2 separate regions of the Mustela erminea genome follow, and region 2 is linked to region 1. Evidence: chromatin contacts called from public Hi-C data. All regions are on one chromosome and are shown on one strand. Each heading gives the region's core, a stretch centred on a gene start, on an enhancer-like site or on the middle of the called end of the contact. The rest is flanking DNA. Distances are from core to core; before and after follow the strand shown.

Evidence for each region. A called contact is a pair of places that touch in the nucleus more often than the background predicts.
Region 2: a contact with region 1 is called in a Hi-C map of skeletal muscle, with 14 times the contacts expected there. The contact joins the promoter of ACO1 here to the promoter of NDUFB6 in region 1. A contact is called at or near these places in 2 of 3 Hi-C or Micro-C datasets (skeletal muscle and spleen).

What each region holds. Positions count from the first base shown.
Region 1 is chr12:38,156,338-38,160,259 of mMusErm1.Pri, reverse strand. It overlaps NDUFB6 (NADH dehydrogenase [ubiquinone] 1 beta subcomplex subunit 6), which reads right to left and starts at 1,889. Exons shown (of 4, transcript XM_032308898.1): 1 at 1,582-1,889. The coding sequence starts at 1,761.
Region 2 is chr12:38,287,704-38,291,625 of mMusErm1.Pri, reverse strand. It overlaps ACO1 (cytoplasmic aconitate hydratase), which reads left to right and starts at 2,012. Exons shown (of 21, transcript XM_032306964.1): 1 at 2,012-2,176.

The sequences.
Region 1 (3,922 bases), core at 640-3,139:
TAAATATTGTAAAGACTTCTAAAAACATCCTTATTATAGGTTTACTAAAGATAAACATAACATAAGTAATGAAAGAATAATTTTAATCAACTTAGAGTAATCAAACCTACAGAATTTTTCAGGTATAGTCAACCCCCTAATTTATCAATTTCGGATACCCACAATCAATGTCACTTGCACCATTCTAGGTGTAAGGCAGATGACCTTGAGCACACCAAAGCTTGAAAAAGAATGTTTTACATACTGGGATAGGGGTGTACCAAGGTCAGTTTGAGATGCTTTCAGGCACACAATTTTAAAAGAGAAAGGCAAAATAAAACTGAAAACGGAACTTTTTCCGTGGCAGCCAATTTGACTGAAACACATCTATCTTTCCAGGGATAAACTGGTGTTTAGTACATATGATATGTACTATAACAGGTGTTATAGTACATATGATTATGGAAGAAAAACTAACTCAAAGTAAGGAAAAACAGACTAAAATATTTATTTACTTCCTTACATCACTGGCTGATGGCTGGGTCAACTTTCAACCAGCAGCTGCTAAAAACAAGTAATGTCAAGGATACAAAAGGTGAGAAGAGGGCTGAAACCCTCTTTAGGGTTTACCACCCTAAATAAGTGTCTAAGAACACTTGCTCAGAAAAATTTGCACAAGACTTGGCATTACAGTAAGAAAGTAGATCTTGGATCTCAGTGGGAACTCCTTCAATTCCTAGCTCTGTGACCACGGATAACTCACTCAGTTTTTGTAGGTCTCATTAAAATAAGGATTAGGAGTAGTTCTACCTTACAGAAGTAAAGAATTAAAGTAACACATGTCAAACCCTCAGCAAAATGCAGGACAGAAAGTACGTGTGTGTTACTTCATAGTATCATTAGCCAATGTCATACTTATTGAAAACAATTCTGAGATACAGTGTTCATTAAAATTGATGTAATTTAAAGACCTCAAGAAAATGTCCAGAAACCCTGAAAATCAAGATAGCTCTGAAATGAGTGGTTTTCTTCAGTGCAAAATCCAGAAACGGCACTTTTAAATTAAACTGTGTTAAAAGAACATAGTGGTAGTTCAGAAAGGTGGCTCTTGAATATAACTCATTAAGCATACCAATTAAGACCCTATCTTTCATGGTGATCACATGGGGCTGCACGACCAATTAGGGGCTCCCCCTGTCTTCTGGTAGTTGGGTGTACTGTCATTCCCTCTAACCCCAACCTTGAAAAGCAGACAGGTGTCCTTAAACACTAAAATCACAGAATTTTCACTCAAGTGAATCCTTCTGTCAGTCTGTAAAACCTAAGCAAAGACTGGCCCCCTTTTCATCATATCTGACAGCAAAAGGGAATGACTCTCCCAAAGCCATACTTGCTCCTGAACTCCAGGGCTCTGTTGGGACAAGAGAGCGTCCATGCTAAATGTAAATCTCCGTTGAATCCGCTTCTCCCCCAAGGAACTACCGGGACTTGCGGGCCTAGGGATGTCAGTCCTTGGTGCGGCTACAATGAGCAGGCGTCCAGCAGCAGGCCGGAGGTCGCGACGCGGTGTGTGCATCAGAGGGAAGGAAGCCCATCACTCACCACGTTCTTCCAGGAGGTTTGTTCCCGAAACAACGTATTCCAGAATCTCTCCATAGGCGGCATCCGCTGCGAGGGCAGCACCGGCTCCCGGGAGCTCAGCTCCTGGTCTTTTAGCCATCGCCTTCTCAGCTGTTGGAGCTGCTGCAGCCGCAGTTTCTCGTCCGGCGTGTACCCCGACATGTCGCCACTGGTACCAAGGCAGGCCACGGAGCGCCCCTGACCAGGGTCTTGTCACTTAGCAGCGCTCTCCGCTTCCGAGGCGACCTTGCGAGGACGCCTGGGAGCGGCGCGCGGTTATGACGTCATTCCGGTCCTGCCTCCGCACCGCCCGCGATTTCTGCGGAGCCGCTGGGTTTGCGCGTTCTTCCTCCGCCCCGACGAGCCAGGGCTAGGTGGGGGGCGCGTTTTAGTAGAGGGAGAAGAGGGCAAAGTGACGGAAAGAACAAAAGAGGAGAGGTCTGAGGGCCCGAGTGGTGTACTGGGACCTGGGAGGAAAGGATACGTGATCCCAAGACAGTGATGTCCAAATACAAATTATTCACCTCCCTCTCCCACCTCGGTACTCTGCTTCGAAGCCATGACCTAGAGAGCGTGGGGAACGTTTACTTCCCGGTTTAAAACCCGGCGGTATCAGTGACTGATGCAGTGACCTCGGGCAGTCTCTGTTCCTTCATCTGTACTGCGGAGGCTAAACGAGTAGCTAAATATCTCACAGAATTGGACACATTCATGCTTTGACCCAGCAATCCCGCATCGAGGACTCTATCCAAAAGATAAAATGTTAAAAATGTGAAAAGAATGTGCGTGAATATTCACTGCAGAACCATTTACAATAAAACACTGGAAATTAGCCCCCAAATCCTCAAAAGTGGCCTGGCTGAATAAATTATGGTGCAGTGCTCTGTATTACAACTATGGAATGATCTCTAGGATATATTGTTAAGTGTAAAACTAAGTGGAGAGAAGTGCATATAGTATCTACCTTTTATCCAAAAAGAGAAGAGTGGTATTAATTGACATATATATACATGTTTGCTTAGATTTTAAAAATAAAAGAAAGAAAACTATTGCTTTGATTTAAAATGTTACCAATTGGGGGAGAAAGGGAATAGGATAGGGAAACAGGGAAAGAAGCCAGGTGTCTGGATATATTCTATGTAACAGAATTTACTCTAGAACCAGCTAAACATATTATTATAAAGCAAAATTAAATTTACAAAATTTCCTCTAAAAATCAAAAGTAAGAACACATGAATCTAACTGATCTGCTAGGCGGCATAACCAACACCCCGCCAAACATACCATTTCAAGTAAATTTAATACATCAAATTATTGTACATCTATATAGAATGACAAAGGAACTGTCAAAACAATCTTAAACTGTTTTAGGTAATTATATTGTCGGTAGTGGTATTATTCATCTGACACTGAAAATAAACATTTATGCTGGAATTTTTGCAATGGGGGAAAGGAGATACAAATGTAAACTGTATGAGTTCAGAGTTAACTCTAAAATCCTGAACTTGAATTGAAAGACTCAGTAACTGAGTAATTACTTAGTAATTTCAATTACTGAGTAACTCAGTAATTGAAAAACTCCTGATGTATTTTATCTTTAAATATATTTATCATTTTATCTTAGCTCTGCCCATTGAAATGGCCTACAAACAATGGCCAATCCAGTAACTACGAACATCTCTAGCTCCCAGATTGTGACTTAAATATAATTTTCTATTAAAAGGAGTCAGGACTCCTGGGAACAGCGGTTCTCAAACATTTTGCTTCTCAAATTTCTTTAAACTCAAAAGCTATTGAGGGCCCCAAAGAGCTTTTGTGTATATGGGTTATACCTATTGATGTTTACTACATTATACATTAAAATAAATTTTAAAATAACAAAATATCCATTAACAAAAATTATTTAATGAGAAGAGTGCCATCCTTTTACATTTTTGTTAATCTCTTTAACGTCTGGCTTAATAAATGAAAGCATAATTTTTAAAACCTCTTCTACATTCAGTCATAATATCATATACCTGGTAGCCCTTGGGAAACTATATACATTTGTGAGAGACTGAAAATTAAGAAGGGAAAGTAGCATCTTAGTATTAGTATGAAAATCATTTTGGCCTCACAGACCCTATAAAAGCATCACAGGGACTCTCAGGGATTCCCCCATAACACTCTGAGAACCATTGCCATAGAGATATCGCTAATGCCAGGTCTGAATTAATACATGTAAAAGAAACCAGGAACATCTTGCCTAAGCAGAAAGTAGGGAAATTTCTAAAGACAGGTTCATGTCAAAAGGATTCAGGAGCCAACTTAAACAGACTTCCTC
Region 2 (3,922 bases), core at 763-3,262, 130 kb before region 1:
CTGACTGAGTGTAGTTCTGGGAGAAGGAGCTTGGCGGGGCCACTCCCCCCATATAACAGCTTGCTGCAAAACAAACATTGGGGGCACCTGAGTGGTTCAGTGGGTAAAGCCTCTGCCTTCGGCTGGGGTCATGATCCCAGGGTCCCGGGATCAAGCTCCACATCAGGCTCCCTGCTCAGTAGGGAGCCTGCTTCCCCCTCTCTCTGCCTGCCTCTCTGCCTACTTGTGATCTCTCTCTCTCTCTCTCTGTGTCAAATAAACAAGTAATTGATTAATTTTTTAAAAAAACATTGAATGCTATTTTCACTTTTGTCTTTTTTGTAAAATTCTTTTCAGATTTCTTTCAGTTAGCGAAAAAAGGTAGGAATATAGGTCTTTCATAAAATTGAAGTGGTGGAATACTGACTCTTAAAAAGTAAGAGATATCTGGATTTTCTTCATGGTTTGGGCCAGTGTTTTATGAATAAATTCCAATTTCCTTTAGAGTTTTGATTTTATCATTTTCTGTTAAGAATTATGTTATCATATTAGATGTCTGCTATCATTGAACATTATCACCCTAACTTCCAAGGGAACTCTGTTATTATTTTTCAGAGTTTGTGGTGGAACTCTGGCATATGGTAGACACTCAGGAAAGTTTGTTCAATGAATGTTCATAAGAAGAACGGGTAAATGTGAATTTAGGAAGCATGTGGGAAGAAAGTCTTCTTCCATATTGGAAATACAGTAAATATCTCATCTTTCAAAGTTAAATATAACCCTTTATATTTAAAAATTAGATGCAGAGCACCTGGCTGGCTCATTGGTCGGGAGTCTGCCTTCGTCAGATCATGATCCCAAGGTCTTCTTGGGATTGAGCCCCACATGGGGCTCCCTGCTCAGCAGGAAGCCTGCTTCTCCCTCTCCCACTCCCCCTGCTTGTGTTCCCTCTCTCTCTCTGTCAGATAAATGCATAAAATCCTTAAAAAAAAAATTAGATGCAATTAGGGGATAGCTGTAGCTTGGAAGACAGGCATGAAGACTGAATCCCAGCTATGGGGCATTCTGTATCTGCAAAATGGGGTAATACTCTTCATTTCACAGGACAGATGGAGGAGTTGAATTAAGTAAGACACGTAAAGATCCAACCATAGGACCCTGCACAGAGGAGCAGTGTGGTAATTAACTGGTAGCAGTGTTAGTGTTAGTATTAGCTATTTGCTATTCGTCCTACAGCCTGTTTATTCAGATGCTCAAGACAGAAAAGTACAGTAATCTTCCATATAAGTTGGCAGAAAAACCTCGCCACTTTCAACCTAAAGGTCTAATCATTTCTTTGTACTTATATTTGCCGAAGAAGGCAACCCCAACCAACCTATCGATTGATAAAAAGCGGATCTTGGGACGAAGGCGCACTCAGTGTCAACTCTCAGCCATTTCTCTGATATCCGACCAGCGAACAGCCTGCATTATAAAGTGTTGTCACACGTTTAAAAAATAATTTTTTTAACACTAGAAACTCTGCATTCATAACCATGGAAACGTTGAAGTCCTATGATGTTAGCGTGATTCTGACGCCCATCTGGTACGTTTTGCAAGGAATTCAGGAGGGAGTAGGCGTAGGGGGTGGACACGAGAAGGTGAAAGGGGGCGAGTCGGTGGGGAGAGGGGTAACGTGACTACAAGTACCAGGGCAGCCAAAGAATAAAGTCTCCACCTTGACCGCCAAGTCGTTTTTTAAAAAGCACAAAAAGAAAATGACTGCATTTCTTCCCCACCCCTTCGGCTCACCACCTAGCGGGAACCGGACAGTCGCACCCTATACCTCAGGGCGAGCGAAAGCCAACCGCGTCCCAGTCTGCGGGCCCGCAGGGGTGGCCCCAGCCGAGCACGTGGCAGCCCGCTTCCTGCAGCCCAGCCCTTAGCCACCGCCCCTCGCCGCGGAGGGCGAGGTCGCCAGAGCCGGGAGGGGCGGGGCAGCCGGGACAGACTCCGCCCCGCCCCCCCCGGCCACGGCCCGGCTGCGCCCGAGCCCGGCGCCCCCCGCTCCGCCCCTGCTCCGCCCACCCGCCGGTGGCCCCGGGGGACGCAGGGGGAGGGGCGCGGAGGCGGCGGCCCCTGGAACAGCGCAGCGCAGGGGAGCGCGCTCTGCACTTGGAGCCTGCCCGCCCGTCAGATCCCGGCTGTGCATTCAGCGGTGAGTACCCGCTCGGCCCGACGGATGTCCCGGGGCGGGAGCGCCCGCCGCCCTGTCCCCGGGGCAGTCGGCGCGAGCCTCTTCCGCGGCGCCCGAGGCTCCCTCCCCGAGAGGGACTGACGTGCGCAGAGCGGCCCGGGGCTGGAGAGAAGCCGGGAAGGCCCAGGGGAGAATCGGGGAGGGGACTAGCTCCGGGGAATCGACCTCTCCGCTGGTCTCCAGCCGGTGCCGCGCGGGCCACAGGATTCAGGGACTGGAAATGGCTTTCCTCGTCCCTCCTCGCCTTGACTGTGCATGCCGCTGGAGAGTCCTCGCCGAGGTTGTGCGGGCCTCAGGGGGAGTCCTCACCCAGGCTCTGCAGGCCGGCCGAACTGGCGAATCCTAACCCGGAGGAGGGTGTGCGGGCCTCGCTGGGGTGTCCTAACCCCAGGAGGGTGTGCGGGCCTCACTAAGGAGTTCCCACCGCGCCCGGGCTTACGGAATAGGGAAATCCTCACTGAGCCGTCAGGTCGGGGAATCCACACCAAATGATAAGGGGCAAATGGGGTGAGGTGGAAGGGTTGGGCACAGAGCCTACCTTCATAGATTCAAGAGATCCCGGAAGGAGCATGGGCTGCCATTCTTAATTGAGCCAGACATCAGAATGGAACATCTTTCTTGCAACACACATAACCCTCCTCACAGGCTTGGGGGCGGGGAGACACAGCCTCTAGGACAGCGGTGCTTAAACTTTTGGGGCGCTCAAAAACCCCTTTACATTCATGAAAATTCCTGTACCAAAGAGCTATTGTTTATGTGGGCTGTGTGTTTTATATTTACCATATATATAAAACAAAATTTACCGTACTTAATAATCCATTTTTTTAAATAGTGGACCTATTATAAATATCCGTATTTTCCAAAACATTATGTTACTGAGAAGAGTGGCATTGTTTTATATTTTTACACATATCTTTGATGTCAGGTTTATTAGAAGGCACCTGGATTCTAATATCTGCTTCTTCATTCAATCTTGCAATATCCCATCATGTTGCTTCTGGAAAACTCTGCTGTATACTCCTGAGCACATGATGGTGAAAAGGACAAATTGCATCTTGGTGTTATAATGAAAGTGGTGATCTTTCAAATAATGATCTTGTGGATACCAGCTCCACGCTTTGAGAACCACTGGTATAGGAAATGCTTTGGAGGCTTAAGTCATTTGTCCTCTCTCTTGCTTGGGTTGCTTGCTCTAAATGGAAACATGCACCACCCCATGCATGGACAATGTTAACCTCTGGAATTTGGGACCAAGCTTGATCTCACTTTGGAAGCTAAGTACTAGGTTCCCACATAAAAGATGATGAACCCCAATAGCCTCCTGAAAACTCAGCAAGGCTCACAGATGGCTTTGGTTGTTACTGTGCCCATAGAGTTGGCCTGTCTGTGTGCCCCGATTGCAGCAGTGATATGGCAGAAAGGACCTGTGGGTTCAGACATTTGGCCACGGGGAGCCCATGCCAAGTGTGTAGGGGTTGGTGTGAAGTTACCAAGTAGTCAAAAAGTCATTTCCAAAAGAACATTGCCTTCCTTTCCTCCATGGTCAATGCTGTTTGTACTTGTGTAGCCTAAGAGCTTATTGAAGTAGTATCAGGATTCCCCAATCTTGGTGCTCTTCCACTTTCCACTTTTAGAGGTGTACCACCTGGACCAGCCCTGCCTCAGCCCCTTCCAGAAAGCCGTGTCCGACGCCCTGGTGTGTGGTGG